Regions from separate parts of the Mus musculus genome. Here all the other regions are linked to region 1. The links are chromatin contacts, called in public HiCAR-type and promoter capture Hi-C maps. All regions are on one chromosome and are shown on one strand. Each heading gives the region's core, a stretch centred on a gene start, on an enhancer-like site or on the middle of the called end of the contact. The rest is flanking DNA. Distances are from core to core; before and after follow the strand shown.

What was found. Promoter capture Hi-C pulls out the DNA fragments that hold promoters and counts their contacts. HiCAR-type assays count read pairs that join an accessible place to other places.
Region 2: a promoter capture Hi-C map of hippocampal neurons shows a contact between it and region 1, with 3 times the contacts expected there. The contact joins the enhancer-like site here to the promoter of Ntrk2 in region 1. A contact is called at or near these places in 2 of 39 promoter capture datasets (embryonic stem cells and hippocampal neurons), 10 of 484 Hi-C or Micro-C datasets (cerebellar granule neurons, cerebellum, cerebral cortex and 3 more), 7 of 115 datasets of contacts at active chromatin or transcription factors (embryonic forebrain, embryonic stem cells, fibro-adipogenic progenitors and 2 more) and 4 of 9 other capture datasets (adipose tissue, embryonic stem cells, liver and 1 more).
Region 3: a HiCAR-type map of astrocytes shows a contact between it and region 1, with 5 times the contacts expected there. The contact joins the enhancer-like site here to the promoter of Ntrk2 in region 1. A contact is called at or near these places in 1 of 39 promoter capture datasets (stem cell-derived epiblast-like cells), 9 of 484 Hi-C or Micro-C datasets (brain, cerebellar granule neurons, cerebellum and 5 more), 11 of 115 datasets of contacts at active chromatin or transcription factors (astrocytes, embryonic forebrain, embryonic hindbrain and 3 more) and 3 of 9 other capture datasets (adipose tissue, liver and pancreatic islet).
Region 4: a contact with region 1 is called in a promoter capture Hi-C map of the SN4741 cell line, with 5 times the contacts expected there. The contact joins the promoter of 4930455J16Rik here to the promoter of Ntrk2 in region 1. A contact is called at or near these places in 5 of 39 promoter capture datasets (the 3T3-L1 cell line, the HPC-7 cell line, the SN4741 cell line and 2 more), 2 of 484 Hi-C or Micro-C datasets (cortical neurons and nephron progenitors), 2 of 115 datasets of contacts at active chromatin or transcription factors (embryonic stem cells and stem cell-derived neural progenitor cells) and 3 of 9 other capture datasets (adipose tissue, liver and pancreatic islet).

What each region holds. Positions count from the first base shown.
Region 1 is chr13:58,806,193-58,810,304 of GRCm38.p6, reverse strand. It overlaps Ntrk2 (neurotrophic tyrosine kinase, receptor, type 2), which reads right to left and starts at 2,608. Exons shown (of 18, transcript NM_001025074.2): 1 at 2,292-2,608; 2 at 1,365-1,920. The coding sequence starts at 1,576.
Region 2 is chr13:58,865,599-58,869,938 of GRCm38.p6, reverse strand. The region is part of intron 9 of Ntrk2 (neurotrophic tyrosine kinase, receptor, type 2); the gene reads right to left. Among named protein-coding and RNA genes, the nearest start is that of Ntrk2, 60 kb to the right of the region's middle. Within about 2 kb of position 2,933, at least 7 of the 459 cell types and tissues checked have an H3K27ac peak or open chromatin away from gene starts, as enhancers often do. A contact at or near this core is called in cerebellar granule neurons, cerebellum and hippocampal neurons, where this site is marked.
Region 3 is chr13:58,839,906-58,844,128 of GRCm38.p6, reverse strand. Ntrk2 (neurotrophic tyrosine kinase, receptor, type 2) reads right to left here. Exons shown (of 18, transcript NM_001025074.2): 5 at 1,185-1,253. Among named protein-coding and RNA genes, the nearest start is that of Ntrk2, 34 kb to the right of the region's middle. Within about 2 kb of position 2,673, at least 72 of the 459 cell types and tissues checked have an H3K27ac peak or open chromatin away from gene starts, as enhancers often do. A contact at or near this core is called in adipose tissue, astrocytes, cerebellum and 3 more, where this site is marked.
Region 4 is chr13:58,759,467-58,763,671 of GRCm38.p6, reverse strand. It overlaps 4930455J16Rik (RIKEN cDNA 4930455J16 gene), which reads left to right and starts at 1,361. Exons shown (of 3, transcript NR_045469.1): 1 at 1,361-1,488.

The DNA of each region.
Region 1 (4,112 bases), core at 1,359-3,858:
CACTGTGCTGCTGCGCTACTTGTCAAAGACTGGGAACCTAGCACCCTGGTCTCCACTGTTCACAGCCGGATTGGCTCAGCTATGCCAGGCCTGCACGCTCCACCTTGCTCTGCCATTCTTTCCTCACACCGGAGGCCTGTAGTGTAACCATCAGTAGCAGAACGGCAAGATTAGAAGGGGCTCCTACTTACATTTAAAAACCAAAACAGGTTATCTTGACTCCTTTGGCACTGGCAGCTGCATTGGCAGAAAACACCCTTGTACATTGGGGGAGGGGGTGCATGCGCACTCGCCAACCGGAAGGCCACAGCCCAAGCCCTACTTACAAGGCTGCCTTTCTCAGTCTCAATCACCCAGGAAACTTAGCTTTATAATCCTCTACACAGATGAACAAAACCTTCTGTTCGTGAGACATAAAATGGCAAGATTGCAGAGAAGGGACAACAGCAGTGTGCCCAACACAGGTGACCTAGAGAAAGGACGGTTGAGTTCCTGCTTGGCAGGGTATTCGTCACAAGACACCCAACAGAGAGAAAAGAAACACATTTCTGTTTCTCCACTAAGCTGGGACAAGCTGTAACCTTTCTAGGGACAAGGCTGAAGCTACCATCCGTCAGTGTGCACATAGCTTGCTGTTTAGCCTAGTCCTGGGGAATTTTTCAATGGGCAATTAAGATTTATAATCCAAATGGTCTCAAAATCGTATCTCTGAGAAATCAGGTCCAAATTAAATCAGCCCAGGCTTTTAGCCCTTCCTGTGATCGCATTTTCTCTCTTGAGCGAGTGCTTTTCGACACTCAGAACTTCTCCTCTTACAGGGCATCCTCAAAGCATCTCTGGCTGCAATCTCTGAAGCAAAATCCAATAGATGAGATGGAAAAGGGGGAACAGGACCAGTCAACTCCAAGCCTCGGGAAAAGATGTTAAGGGAGAGACCCTCACTTCCTCCAACCAATTCTTGAAAATGAATAATTTTAACCTCCTTTCTGGTTAATATCACTGGAACTTCTCTCAACACACACACACACAGTATATTTTACCAAACAAAAATGTTCCAATATAATTATCGTATACTGAAAGCCTAAAACACACCCATCAGAACTTTGAAATGAAAATGCACGCAGAATTCCTTCCCAGGAACATAATATATACGAATTTATGATTATATTTCTGTCTATATGGAATTTTAGAGTCCCACTCTTCACCAACTGACATCCGTAAGCCAGTGAAACAGACAGAGAAGTGACAGGTACCCCATCTCTCTGGTCTCTGACTTCTTGCCATGTGTGGGACAGCATCTGTCCCAAACATACACCTGCCTGATTCCTGAGGTGGGGACAGGAGAAAAAGTAAAAGGAACTCACATTTCCGTGATGTTCTCCGGGTCAACGCTGTTAGGTTCCAACCTCGGGAATGCCACGATGCCTGGAGAAGGCTCAGTACACCAAATCCTAGCGGAACTGCATTTGCAGGACGTCGGGCAGGCGAGAGAGGCCCTCCAGAAGCCCAAGACCAGCAGGCATAAGCCCCAGAGCCGCGCCATGGCGGGTCCATGCCACTTCAGCCAGGGCGACATCCCGAGCTGCCAGTGCCAGTCAGTCGGAGTGCGTGTCCCTACGCTGAGCCAGGCGTCCCCCGCCGGAGGGGGGAGGCCTTCCCTGCGCCCTCTTGCTGCTTGGTGCTGGTGGCCTCCCGCGGAGTGGAGCGTACCAGAGGCTGAGCCTGTCGGTGCTGGGGCTGAGCAGGTTGGCGCTGACCAAATGGTTCACAGTGGCTGGGACATCGCGGGCCGCTGCTCCGAGCCACAAGGCGGCTGCATAGTCCTATACGCCAGGCACCACTCGGTGGATCTCCCTGGACTCTTTGGGTCGCAGAACCGCTAAACCGGCACGAATATCGATATCGGTGCGCACCTCAGGGCTGAGGACAAACAGACATGGATGAGACTAATAGACCCCACACACCACCAACTGGGACACAGTCCCTCCGCGCTCTCCTCACCCTGAACCCCAAGCCTGGAGAATGAATGTCTGAGTGCCCAGCTCCCGCCCCGCCATCAACTTGCCCCTTAGTGCCCCCCCCCCGTGTGCCCGCCCTCCCTTCAAGCCTGAGGCCGAGGCATGAGAAGTCGGTAACGGGTCTTTGAGAGCAGATTCCATGGCATAGGCCAAGCCAAGGACCCTCCAAAGAGGCTGCGGCAGCGCTGGGGCCCCAATGATGCTGCAGAATCCTCCCCGGCCGCTGGGCGCGGGGGGAGAGGGGAGGTGGGCAGGTGGCGCGGCACATCCCACCTGGGGAGCAACTGCGGTAGCAGGACAGTGCCGGCCCAGGCCACCGAGGACTGTCCGCGCGGCTTCCCCGGCCTCCCGTAGCAAGCGCAGGGAGCAGAGCGCTGCAGAAGCAGCAACAGCAGCTGAAGCAGCGACTGGGCTCTAACCGGCGGCCGCCGCCGCCGCCGCCTCTGCTACTGCTGGCGAAGTGACGTGAGGGCTGACGCAGAGCAGGGGCAGAAACTCCAGAAAATTAGTATGAAATCCAAAAACACACACGCTCACACACGCGCGCGCGCACACACACGCACACACGCATAGCATAGCACCCTCCAGACAAAAGCAAGGCGGAGGGGAGGGAATCTGGGGGCGAGCGGGGAGGAGGAGGCTTGGTGCCAGCGGCCAGGCGCAGACAGCAGCATGTGGGAGTTCACACTCGCGCGCACGCACACACCTTGGCGGGGTAGCTGTGCGGGTGTGCATGTGTGCGCGTGTGCGTGTGTGTGCCCCCTTTAGACCCCGGTACATCTAAAATGCAGCGATGCTTCCTTGGTCCCTAATTCTTACATCTCTTCCACATCGCAGTACAGACTAGCTCCCCCTTTTTTAAATGGAAGCCCTGTTTGGTTAGGCTCTGAAAAAAATGCTCTGATTCGTATTGTAGGAATCCTCCCTTTTCCTTTTCCTTTCCCTCTCCCTCCCCGCCGCGTTCTTCTTTCTCACCATGCTCATAGGGGAAAGCAAGCTATTTCCAAAATATAGGGAAGACAAGCTACACCCCGTACAAAAATAAATATATAGCGCTGTACGTTAGTAACCAAGGACCATTGCCGGGTTCCGGACTACCTATTTAGGGGTGGATGGTTCCAAAGCTCTCCTGATGGGGTTTCTGCCAAGAGAGAAGTGTAGACAGCCTGCAGACACAAGTGTAGCTCTGATGGATCTTTCTCCTGCCGTTTGCGCCACAGAGAGAGCCCTGCGTGGGAAGGGAGCGCGCCGGCCGCGCTGTGGGTTCCCTAAATGCTTTGCACCGACCCTGGCCTGTGGAATGGATGGCTCCGCATCATCTTCTCTTATTCCTTAACCTGGCAGGATGCAGCCATTTGAGGATCACAGCTTCACTCCCCGCGACACCCACCCGCACGCGGAGCACCCAAGCCCCTGTCCCCTGCCCTGCCGTACCTTGCGCGTGTTCGTGTGCGCGCGTGCATGTGCGCCAACGTGTACCCTGCACCCGCGCTGCCCGAGGCAGGATGTGCTTCCAGCTACCGAGAGGCCGGGCTCCGGCAGCGCCCTAGAGTCTCAGTGGGGACACGTGAGATGATTCCGGAGGGTCGAGTGACAAACGTGCGGGTGCAGTTAAATGGTCGCTGCGGGCCATTCGCGAGCCTGATCTGAGCCTCCTCTCACCATTTGTAGCTGCGACCGCCCGCACATCCGCAGTCATTTAAAAGGGAATCTGGTAGATGCGCCGCAGTGCCTGACACTTTCGAGGGCTCTGGTGCCCCCGCGTGGGGAGAAGAAACCCAGCACGCTCCGGTACCTCGGGCCATTGCTACCACCGCATTAGGAACTGCGCTACCGGCGCACTGCAGCTCCAGATGCGCAACCGCCGCGCTGTGTGCACATTGCTACCCAGGCAGTGCGCCTCTCACCAGATCCCTACAATCTCCTGCCTCTGAAGTCCTCCACGCACCACAAGACAATGCGCTGGAGTCCAATTTAAGACATAAGAATAGTCATCCAACTGCCCGCAAAAGGCCAGAAATGAGAAGGATGATGTCAGGGGAAATGTTTGGGTCTTCGCACAGCCTTAAACATCACTAAGAAATAAAATCAATC
Region 2 (4,340 bases), core at 1,684-4,183, 59 kb before region 1:
GAATAGAGTCCCAGCTCAGAGGTCATGGCCTCAGACCAGATGGACCAAAACCATTCTGTTCCTGTATGGGCGGAAGACTCTGAGAATGCTACTTTCAAAACAATATTTTGAGGTCAAAGAATGTAAGAAATGTTGTTTCGCAGTCAGCTTGGTACATAACTTTATATATGAAAAACTCAGTTTGCACCAGGGTTATGAACTATCCCAGGTAGCCAGGGACGAAGCACATCCCTGAGATAATGGACTTTCAGTTTCGAAGCTGGGGAAGCCCCGGAGGAGTCTATACAGTTAACCTGGGACCAAGGTTTCTCCCTGGATGTGGGGCTTGCTTTGAAGATGATGGAAAAGTTGGTGTCTTCACATGTTCTCAAATCCTCGTGGATCCCACAAATGGGAGAATTTGGTTTATAGTACCATTTGATTTTACATGTAAAACTCCATTTTTAAAAGGTAGAATTCTTAGTCATGTTTATTTGGACCCAATGTTTCAATGGTCACCATGACTATGACATATATCCGACTTGATAAACCTCATGATAGAATAGGAGTACTAACAATCACTCCTCACACAAAGCACCTAAGAAGATCCAAGCACATGATATGAATTCAACACAGCAGGATTTTGTGTAGGATCATGAATCAACAGTTAGACCACAACCTAGAAGACAATTCACTTTTCCAGACCCATCATGTCTTTGCTATCAAGATCGACCACAAAACATCAGGTTGGGCCATACTCAAACTTGCTGAAAAACAATATTATTTTTCTGACTTCCTTTTCCCAGGTATGAGAGAAGAGTCGGCTCGGTGTCTCCACCTTCAGTCGTACAGGTCAGGATGGGATGATGGGACTGGGCAGAGAGACAGTGCGACAGCAACAATCACCGCTGTGGTTTTTGTCCCTCCCATACACATGCAACCAGACCTAATGCATCCCATGCCACAACACAGAAGTGGGCATGTGAAACGCATGGACCCAAGTTCACAAAGCACAGGGACAGACACGAAAGTAAGACAACAATTCCTCTTTACACTTCTGACCATGGCCAAATTTTAAAAACATTCCACTTTTTTTCTCCTATGATATAGATTCCCACTCTATATCTCTAGCTGACCTGCAACTTGCTAGGTAGGTCAAGCTAGCCTTGAACTTACAGAGATCTACCTGCCTCTGCCTCCTGGGGGCTGGGATTAAAAGCACACACAGCCAAACCTGGGTATCCCCAGGTTTAAATAGTCTTTCAGGCTATTTTCTAACTGGCTCCTTTTACTGAAATCTAAATGATACTCATTACGTATTCTTATATACAACACGTAAAGTCAGGACCACCGTTAAGGACAAGAGAGGCAAGACAAGCATGAGAGTAATTCTACCTGAGAATGAACAAAGGATGAAAAAGGACTGCCCAGTTGGCCCTTGTGGTGGGATTGGAAAACATCCTATGGTTTCTTTGAACACACCCTGGTCCAGCCCATCGAGCAGGAGATAATCTGATATAGACATGGGTTTCAAGATCTAACATGGAAATATGGGAACCCAGGTACTTTCTTTCACCCATTGGAGCTCTTTCACCCTCCATGGCCACTCCAGTGGCATCAAGGTCAGATGCCAGTGTCCCAAGAGAACCTGAAGACCAGGGAAGAGCTTTACCAATCTCTTGGCTGGGAGCTGTCCCCTAAGGAGAGTCCTCAGGTGCTGTGGACACATTTGCTTTGTTCTTGACTTGAGGGATTGCTTTCATGATTTATGGGAAGAGGTTGTTGGTCCAGAGTGGCCTGGCATTCCCGACAGGAAAAGTTGTATTGAAGCCACAGAAGGCACACAGCTAGCACTCACACAGATGGCACACGGCTAGCACGCACTCCAGCAAAGCCCCAAAGTAATCTGCAGGTGGCTTTACCCCCAGGAGACAGCACTTAGGCGAGAGGCCAGCCAGTGGCAAAGAACAAAGCACTGTTTTGTTTTCTGGACACTACCAACCTAAAGTTCTTACCAACACCTCCATTCCACATTAAATAACCTCTCTGTCTATCTCTGTCTCTCTCTCTGTCTCTCTCTCTCTGTCTCTGTCTCTCTCTGTCTGTCTGTCTGTCTCTCTCTCTTTCTCACTCTCTCTCTCTCTCTCTCTCTCTCTCTCTCTTTCTCCTTTAGATTATCATTTCCCCCTTTGGGTTTCTGCTCTTGTTGTTTGCTTTGCTTTGCTTTGCTTTGTTTTTGAAGAAGGGTCTCACCCAGGCTGGCTTCACACTTGCGGTGACCCTACAACCTCCGGCTCTCAACACTAGAATTACAGGTGTGCACACCAGCACTCTCAGCTCAATCTTAACTTCCAGTATCAACCACGCCTCATGGGCAAATCTTTGCACTTCTGGAGATCAGCCTGAATAGATTATGATGACCTGTTAAGCTGCAAGAAGAGCTCCGTAGAGACACAGTCAGAGGGTAAGAGAATAACACAAGGCAAACAGAGGTGGCACGGACACAGTCATGGTTTGCCGCCAAGAGAAAAGCAATGGTGGGGGTGGGGAGACGTGTCTCTTTCTTTTTTTTTTTTTTTTTAAGCTCGCTAATGTCTTAATTTCTAAGATTGATTTATTTTACGTGTCTTACTGTTTGCCCTACATGCATGTCTGTGCACCTCACCCATGGTGCTTGAGGAGGTGAGAGGAGAGCCTCGTATCCCCTGAAACTGGCATGACAGATGGTTGTGAGCCACACTGTAGGTGCTGAGGACTGACCTGCTTGCTGAGCCATCCTCTAGCCTCCAACCCCTCAAATACTCCTCAAACTAGTCTTTTCCTTCAGTGTTATCTTGCAGATTCCAGGATCTTTAAAACGATCCCAAAGAAACCCTTGCAGTAGGAAGAGCAAATTGCATATTCCTTCTTCTCTAGTGGACAGTCCTGGCTTTGGATCAGCATGCTTCTGACATGTGGCCAGCAGCCTCTGCTGGCCAGGCTGCCCCCTCGGAGGGGGACGAGGAGACTAAGCCCAGAGTCTGACAGCCACCAATTTGCTGAGAGCTTTGAGTCTCTTCTTTCCTGTTAGAATGGAGTCTTCCCAAGGATGAGCGAGGAAGGTGTAACCAATTAACCTTAGTACTCTGGAGATTAGAAGAACTGTAAGGATGAATCTTAATTACTCTGGTTATCTAAGGCTTGTGCCCAAACCATCTTCTCCTTGGTTTCTCAAGGCAAGAAAGAATCTATGGCTCTGTAGTTTTAGCCCCAGGACAAGGAACAGGTCCTGGTGATTGAAACAGCATGGGCTTCACATTCTACTCTTCTGTGGAACTCCAGGAGAAATTTACTCTCGCTGTGTTCCTTGACTTGAACACTCCGTCCCTAGATCTGCTACTTTGGGGCCTTTCTAAGTGCAGCAGAGAGAGCGCCAGTTCACCCCACATCATGAATCTTTTGACAAAACAGCACTGGGAGAAACTGTGGGAAAACACTTCCGATATTTATAGTTTGTCCCTGACGCGAGTTTTTGCATAGGAGACAACTGCTTCTGAATAAGGGAGCAGAAGTCACCAACTCCCACTGCTGTGTGAATGAGCATCCTGGAGCTGTGACAGTCTTCCTGGATGAGTGGGCCAGAGAGACACTCTCTGCAACGCCTAAAGAATCACAAGCTTCAAAATAAGAGTGTCATCATCGAGTTCTTGTCGGTCTGCTCCAAGGCGGACATATTGAATTGCTGGTGTGCTGACGTGGATGGGACCATCTGACCCCAGTCAGAGTGCTCACGCTTAAGAAACATCTGGCCCTTAGAGTTCTCCAAATTTGCTCTATTTGGTCAGAAGCTAGTCATGACAGGTCCAAATCCCTGCCTTGTGGCAAAAAACTAGTTTATTTTTCAGCTCTTAGTGATCATTTCAGGGCCTCCCTGAAAAAGAAGCCCATGCTTGCTTCTGGTCTCACGACTGTCACCATGAACATCTGCCTGCTTGTGGAGAGCTTTTCTGCATGTAGGATTGAATTCCAGCAAGAGCCACTGGGGGATCTAGTTCATCTTTATTTCAGGCCTGTAAGCTGAATAGGATACACCACAGCCACTGGAGACCCCTCTGCTGACCCCGTGCTGTAGATGTGTGTGTATGTGGCCATGGTCTCCATCTCCTTCCCTTTCTAAAACCTTTATAACCATCTACCAAATCCATTCTACTTGTTGCCAAACCCAAGAAGAATGCCTGTCAGAGCACGGTCTAGTCTGCACTTTAATTGTTACTACGATCTGCTATCCTTGAGGACCTAGTGGAGTGCTCTGGAAGAATGTTTGAATAGTTCCTCTAATCGATCCTTACAAAACATCCTCTCCACTCAAAGAGTGGTCCATG
Region 3 (4,223 bases), core at 1,424-3,923, 34 kb before region 1:
CTCATCTTCTTCAAGCCCTGTGTGATGTCTCTGTGGAGGTTGGCAAGGAGCTGCCAACCTGGGACTGCCAGCACTCAGACGTGCACATGCCTGCCTGGCTGTAGCTGGCGCATGCTCACAGGCAGCCTTCTCAGCGCATGCTCACAGGCAGCCTTGGAGGCTGGGTGTCCATTGCGGTACCTCCTCTAGGGGATTTCATGCTAGGATTCCGAGCTCCCCGATTCTTACCCCATCACCGCCTGGAGCAACAGCAAGGGGAGGACAAGAACCACCCCAGATGGGAGCCAGAACCAAGGCTCAGTTCCATCACTCTGGTGTCTCGGGGTAGACAGGGCAGTGGCCCTGGAACCCTCTTTCTTTCTCTAGCCTGAGCCGGGAAGCTTCATTAAGAATCCTCAGTCTTCAGCTTTTGATGCGTGATGACTCCTGCCCACCCCATATTCCTGACTTTCCCGGAGATTTCTTTTTTAAGTGCCGCGTTTAAGTGGATGCTTCTTCCTGATATCCAGAGCCCTGTCCTTCAAGCCCCTCACACCTTATAGTCCCCTCAAGCACCTGACCACAGCAATGGCAGCCATTCCTATTTGCCTAGCGGTGATTACACTTGAGAACTGAGCACCTCGGAGATGCTGGCTGTTAGCCGTCAACACGGCGCTCGACTGGGGCATAAGGATAAATATCAAGCAGAGGGCTGAACCCAAAAGAACGGCTCCTAGAGATGGTGGGTCTGGGAATAACCTCTCTGCCAGGGTTGGCTCTACCCAAGCCTATACTGGGCTGACGGACAAAGCTGGAAGGGTGTTTTATCCACTGTAATTTCCTCTTTGACAAATGTGCTTTATTTCAGGGCTTGCATAAAACAAGAGCCAGATGAGAAGAAATATCAAGCTACTCTAGCACAAAACTCCCTGCTGGGTTTTTTTCCCCCTCTTTTCCATCTATTAGAAAATAAATTATTTATGTGAAAATAACATTCAGCTGATCATAATGACATATAAAGGAGACAGGGATTGTAGTCACCCAATTGGGCAAAGCTAGAGAAACCATTTTTCAATAATTTTGATGCAACGTACACTTGCAATGGTACTCATTCAAAAAAAAAGAAAGAAAAGAAAAGAAAGAAAACATAATTATCCTTCCTTTTGAAAATTTCCTCCCAAATGCCAGACAAAATCGTTACTTACAGGTCAGACAAGTCAAGGTGGCGGAAATGTCTCCTGGACAAACTCGTCAGCTTGTTTCGTGTGAAATTTCTGAAAGAAATCAGATATGTTAAGTGTAACTTTAAAGGTTATGATTTAAGAATGATAGTGGTTTTGTTTTTTAAAGCGTAATTTTCCTGGACTCGGGTACCCATCTTACTTGGAGCCAAACTGTGCCTTTTACATGAGAAGATAACTTCCGGGGGTCCCTGCCTCGCTTACAGTGCCTATGCACTATGAGAGAAGAGTGTATGTTTCTCAGAGTCTCTCTTTAATATCTTTGTTTCACCCAAACGTTTATGTCTCGTGTATCGATTGAAAGTCCAGTTCTCTCCCAGTTGGGCTCCCGATGCTTTGAGCACTTAATTGGGGGAATATGTAATAAAACAGCACAGTATAAGCCCATGAGAGGAGGAAAGAGAGAGATTCTAAAACTAAGAGGCATCTTGAACATTTTTAAGGTGTGTGACAAACAAAACCTGGGCTAGAGAGACTTTCAACTGTCTTTCCCGGAAGGAATACACCTGCTGACGGAAGCCGCCTGCCTGGTGGGACTATTTACATGTGACCTCAATGAAGGAGTAGCTCCAAGAAGAGACCAGGGCAGAACACTGGGGAACAGGGCATGTGTCAGACTTTATCGTGAGCTCCCCCAAAACACAGCATCTTTATAATTTAAACAAAGCAACAGAAAGATGCTCTTTCTATCCATGGGAGGGAGGAAAAAAAACCTTATGAATTTCCTGGTGTGTTCCAAATGCCTGTTGTTTGAGTGTTTCCAGTGATCCTGGCAGCTGAATTTGTTTACTGTTTCATATTTACTTAAAGTTCTTGAGCCTCTGGATGGATATTTTTGAAAAGTAGCAAAAGTGTGAAAACACACAGCCCACAAAAACAGCCAAGACCCCATCCACGCAGCTCCTGGCTTCTCGAGTGGCCCAGGCAGGCAGGTGTCTAAGAAGAAAGTCTGCTAGGGACAGTAACCCTGGCTCTGCCCTGGACCTAAGGCCAGAATGCTATCAGGCCAATGACATCTCAGTCATCTGTAGGAGCTAAATCACAGGCTGACAGGGTTAGCTGGTGAAAGGAGAGAAGGGTACCCGGGATGAAAATATACTCGAACCCATCAGGAAGTCGTGAGAGAGACATGCCCATGTAAGCCTTTTCTTTGGGGACATGAATTAAGAATGGCTTCTGTGGAACAATATCACACAAAAAATCTCTGCCTGTCTTTAAGGCTCAGGTGTGTTCATACTCATCACAAAGCCTGAAAAAAAAGGAAAAAAAAATCTGTTCTTCTCCCCAAAAATAAATAAAAGGGGTACAGGGGCAGGGATGGAGGGGAGGGGAGGGGAAGGGAAGGAGGAGCGAGGGAAAGGAAAGACTGGGGAAGGGAGGGAGGGGAGGAAAGAGGAAGAGAGGGGAGAGAAGGGGAAGGGAGTGGAGGGAAGGGGAGAGAAAAGCAGAGACCAGGAGGGAGAGAGAAGGAAAAAGAGGGATGAGGAAACTTCCGCATCATCTCCCCCACACCCCACCACACACACACACACACACACACACACACACACACACACACATCAGCTCACACTACCCTATGGAGCAGCCTCCCGCCCCCACCCATCAGCTCTATGCTGCCCTGTGGAGCTGCCTCTCCCACCCCACCCCACCCCCCATCAGCTCTATGCTGCCCCATGGAGCCACCTCTCCCAGTCTGCTCCGCTCAGCTCAGCTCTACCCTCCCTGGAGCAGCTGCTAGTCTGGGTTGCCAGCAGCACACTGCAGCTCGGGGTTACGGGCCAAAGAACAAGATGAGTTTTATGAAGCATACTTAGGAATGGGGCCAAAAGCCAAAAAGGAGGAAGAAGGAAGAAAAAAATCAACAATCCTCTTACTGTTTGATTGTAAAACTTTGCTAAGAGCCTAATTAGCACCTCGGCAGAGCCCCTGGAAAACACAAATGCTGGCTTTTCTCACAGTCCCGGGGTTCTAGGGGTTGGGCAGCAATTAAAGGCACCCAGACTTATAATCAGAGATCAGCACTGGATGGTGACTGTGTCAGGCTAACACTGACCAGGCAAACTGAGGCAAAGATGAGGCTGCGCTCTCTTGTGAGGTCCCTAAAACCTGAAGTACAACAGTCCCAATTGTCCCTCATTACTCTCTCTTTTTATTGGATATTTTCTTTATTTACATTTCAAATGTTATCCCCTTTCCTGATCCCCCTCCCTCCCAAAAGTCCCTATCTCCCTTCCCCTGCTTCTATGATGGCATGTCCTCATCCACCTACCCACCCACTCCCATCCTGGTATTCCCCTACACTGGGGCATCAAGCTTTCACAGTACCAAGGGCCTCTTCTCCCATTGATGCCTGACGAGGCCATCCTCTGCTACATGTGTGGCTGGAGCCATGAGTCCCTCCATGTGTACTCTTTGGTTGGTGGGAGCTCTGAGGGGTCTGGTTGGTTGATATTGTTGTTCTTTCTATGGGGTTTTGACCCCCTTCAGCTCCTTCAGTCCTTTCTCTAACTCGTCCATTCCTTTCTATAGAGGCAGGGGAGCTCAGAAGGACCTTCAGGCCACCCTCAGGTTACAGAGCGGCAGCTTCATTAGTCGTGTGCACCTCACTGTGCTGATAACCCAGGTCAGTACAATTTGAGTTCAGAAAATCCAGGCAAAGCAAGGTGATCCCCAGGGTCCCCAGTCCTAAGCAGAGGCTAGGACAGAAGACAGATGCTAGAGCCGACTCCTCCTGCATCCCTACACTCCTCCAAGGCGAGGTACCGTCCTGCAGCTAGGGAGAGCCTCTCTCCTCATGTGGCTGTGTGAAGCTTGATGGTATTTCACCTCTCTTCATGGCTGTCTGAACGCTTGTCTAATTTCATTGGACATGACAATAGCTACACACATCCATAGAGCATTTGATGTTTGATCAATTATTGGATCCTGATGGTGGTCTGGTAAGGAAGCTGTGTAGAATACCTATCCTCCTTGAGTGAGGCAGATACACGATTTAATGTAAGC
Region 4 (4,205 bases), core at 112-2,611, 45 kb after region 1:
CTGATGCTCTGTGAGAATATTGTGGACTTCGTGTGCTGACAAAGACTGGGGTCATAGACAGTCGCAGTGCAGGGTCAGAGGTGCTGACAGTGTCATCGGGGTTTGTTACCTGTGTGCTTGTTGTTCTTGTCATCCTAGGGACAGAGCCAGGGACATGCAAGGCAAGTACACTACCACTAATCTATATCCCAGATCCTTCTTATTTTTGTTTTGAGACAGGATCAATTTAGGTTGCCTTTGAATTTGTTATAACATCCAGGCAGGCCTCAAATTTGCAATCGTCTTGCCTCAGCCTCCAAAGTTGTAAGAATGACAACTTAAAAAATAAAAGAGAGGGTCATACTATGTAGCCCTGCCTGGCCTTGAACTCACTATGCAAACCAGACTGGCCCCAAACTCACGTGAATCTACCTGTCTCTGCCTCCCTAGTGGGATTAAAGGATTTTACCATGCCCGACAAACCTGCACTCTTAATCAAAGGAAATAGCTATACTTCAGTTAGAGATTAGTGAAAATATGCATTCCTATGCAAGGTCATGGGCACCCAGAACTCCACACAACCCCAGGTGAGAATCCTGACACATTCTGGATCCCATTTGTGGTAAGTGCTTGGACCTCAGCCAGGCTGAAGACCCAGACACTGGAAACTGTTGCAGGGCAGAGGCGAGGATTCCATAATGTCTCAAAGTCTTTATGAGATTACAAAAAAAGAATTTTAAAAAAGGGACAAACCTCAGGAGTCAGTTCTCTCCTTCCTCTTTGTGGGTCCCCTGGGTTGAACGTAGGTTGTCAGGCAGGGCAACTTGTGCCTTTCCTCACCAAGCTACTGTGCCAGACTTTATAGGTTTGAGAAATTAGGATTGTCCGTGTTCACTTTAGTTCTCTCAGACTTCCTACAGATGATTAGGGAAATCATAAATTAGCGATATCTAGAGTATTGATGAAATTTCCTCCTTGAGGTGAATGGCTGCTTTGTGCTCTGTATATAAGCACAATTAATGGCAGCCTGTGCACATTGTAAGATGTGTCTGTTTTGAAATCATTCCCATAAAGAAGTGGAGTCTAGGTTCCCACCTCCTGATTTTGAAGTAGGCTGATGACTACCTTGAGCAATAGTCACACACTATATGATTGCAAATAATAGTGAATGAGAGATTATAAGAGACTTCTGCCTGTTTGTCAAAACCCTTGCTCTCAGATGCATGGGGCACCATTCAAAATTTTCTAACTATCCTATGAGGAAGCCTGCCACACTATGAGGAAGCCCAAACCAAGTGAGGTTGTCATTAGAACATCTCAGGCAACAGTCCCAACAGTCCCAACGGTCGTCTTTACATAGACGAAGCAGGAAAGATCAGACATTCCATCCTCCGGGTGTTTGTCACAGTTCAGCATCCAAGCTGAATCTCTAGTTACCATGGATGGAGATGACCTTTCCTGGCTATGCTAGCCAGCTTTCTGACCTCAAAAAAAACACCAGCATTTAAGGTGGGTAGGCGTTTTGTGCTGTGAATTTCTGTAGGAGTCTGTTACCAAAACAAAGAAATCAAAAATAAAGTCTAGTGTGGAGCCTGTGAGAAGCTGGCAGAGAGAGCAGTACTCAAGATGCAGGCAGACATGGCAACCAGAAGTCTGGATGGCTGAGCAGAGCATCTTCATTCGGGACTCTATAGGTCATCAAAATCTTCCAAAGCGATGTACCGAACACAGCTCAGGGGACCCAAACCTAAGGGCACATAAAACTTTCTAGGTAATGTGTATGACGTCAGTAAAGTGTAAGGAAACTGTAAGTAAATACTGACCTATGAGCAATAAAGCTACTGGGCCCAAGACAGCCAGCTGTCTGCTGAAGCAGAAACTTAAGGGCTTTTTGGAGAGTTGGTTGTGTTGGATGGATGGTGTTTTGCTAGGACAAACAGGTGAAGAAGTGTTTTCCTGAAGCAGACACAGGTGAAAGGTTATGCTAAAGCAAGCACATGACACGTGATGCAGGATTCTTTGAGAACGGCATGCCTGTATTGGTCCGCCTTACCTTATGTAGTTGAGCTGCATTTGTCAGGACTCCATAGAGAGAAAAACACACACCCCCTCAAAAAAAAAAAAAAAACTTCTAGTGGTGTGCTGTGGCTTCTTGCCACAAATTTGGGCTGATTGACAGAGTGATGTCAGCTGAGACAAACTCATGTGCTGAGGTGAACAAGACACATGGTGAGGCAAGATCGGTGGAGGACAGGTGACATTTGGAGGGAGTGTAAACAGGACTCAAGGGACTGTGAGAGGAGCTTGGCTTGCTTGTATAGCTAAACACTTCTTAGTCTCAAATCTTCTCTGATCTCTGCTTCATGGAGAGAGGCACAGGCAAGGACTGCCCCTGGTGTCCCTGCTCATGTAGCCTGACTGCTCCTGTTAGGTCGTGCCACCCCCAATGCTATCCCAACACTGCCGAACTGGGCTGCTGATATACCTGAGAAGTGGTTTTGAGTGGATTGATCTGCGGCTGCTGACCTGTGAACTGTTGATTTCCTAACAGCATAGATGGGATTTGCTCCAAAGAACCATTTCCTAAACAGGTCCACTTCCCCCATATCCTTTCTTTTCCACCACCTCTGGTGGGTGGTGGGCTAGAAGGGAGGTTAAAGCATCATTTAAAATCGGGTTTGAAAGAATTAAAGTTACAGCCTGCTGACATCCACTTTTCCCTTCCCATGCACAGCCAGTCCTGAGAGTGGTTGCCTGGAAACCTTTCCTGTCTCCTTCAAAACTAAGTGGGGCCATTAACTAGACATGCCAATGAAAGAGCAGCAGATATGACATATGCTACTTCTGAGCCGTGTCAATTATAATGCTGACCTTCACCCCTACTTCCACACCCATCAGTTGTGTATGAAAGTCCAAAGTCCAAGGGCTCCACACACGAGGTAGAATGAGCCCCAATTCTGAATGACTTTGTGGGGGAAGGCCATCTGTCACTCACCATAGATCCCCACATTGGTCTGTCACACAGGTAGGCAATGTGTTTCTGTATATGAGATACTGAATGTTGGAGCAGGTTAGAGTAACAAGCACTTTCCCTAATTACTGCACCAATGACAAAGAGCAACTCACACTTGACCTCAGTGTCATCTGAGTAGTAAACATTAGTTAGTACTATGGGAACCTCAGGCTGGGACAAGGGCTCAGCAGCCAAGAGCACTTATTAGGGGTTGCTCCACACATCTACAGGGTAGCTCACAACAATCTGCAACTCCAATTCCAGGGGACCTAAGCCCTCTTCTACCTTCCATGAGACACTAACATACCTGTAGGCAACCCCCACACACACACACACATAAAAATAAATTAATAAAATCTTTAGAGATTATGGGGATCTACAAGCATCAGTCCCAGCTGGCTGCCACCTGAGGTTTTCTACGTGAGATATGAATGGCAGGTGTATATTTCACTGCCCTCCTTATTTTTAATGGGCAATTCCATCTTTAAAGTCCCTGTGATCACAGATCAAGGACCTTCAAGCCTGTGGCGCTGTTACACCTTGCGCACTCCACATCAAGATTGGCTCTCTCTACGCTCTCTTTTGAACATTACAGGCCAAGAATCTGAATCTTTGAGTTTCCTTCCCCCACACCCAATCCACCTGCTGAAGCCTAGTGACCAGCTGAACAGAACGGAGAGGTAGAAGATTCAGGAGGTAATTTGGTTATGGTCGTCACCCTCTTTTAGGGATCAGTGTATTTAGAAAAGAGGCTGGAGAGATCTGGGGACAGTAGGAAGAGGGCTATGAAGCAGGGAGCCCTTGCTAGACATTGATCTTGTTGGTACCTTGGCCTTGGTTCCCCCCACCCACATATCTTTGAGAAGTCGATTTGACCTTCAATGCATCACCCAGTCTGAAGTATCTGCTTATAAATCTCTCTCTCTCTCTCTCTCTCTCTCTCTCTCTCTCTCTCTCTCTCTTGATCACACACACACACACACACACACACACACACACACACACACACAGATACAGAGCCAATGTCTATTTCAAAAGCCAATCACATCATTCCAAGGTTGCATCTCCTGTCCCATCCTCATCCAACTGCAGCTTCGGACAGTCACCTACCTTTTCACCTTCCATCTCCTAGCAAGTTCCTCCAAAAATCAACCCCAACCTAACGTGCAATGAATGCCCTCCACTCTGCACCCTTGAATCTCCCACGTCCTGC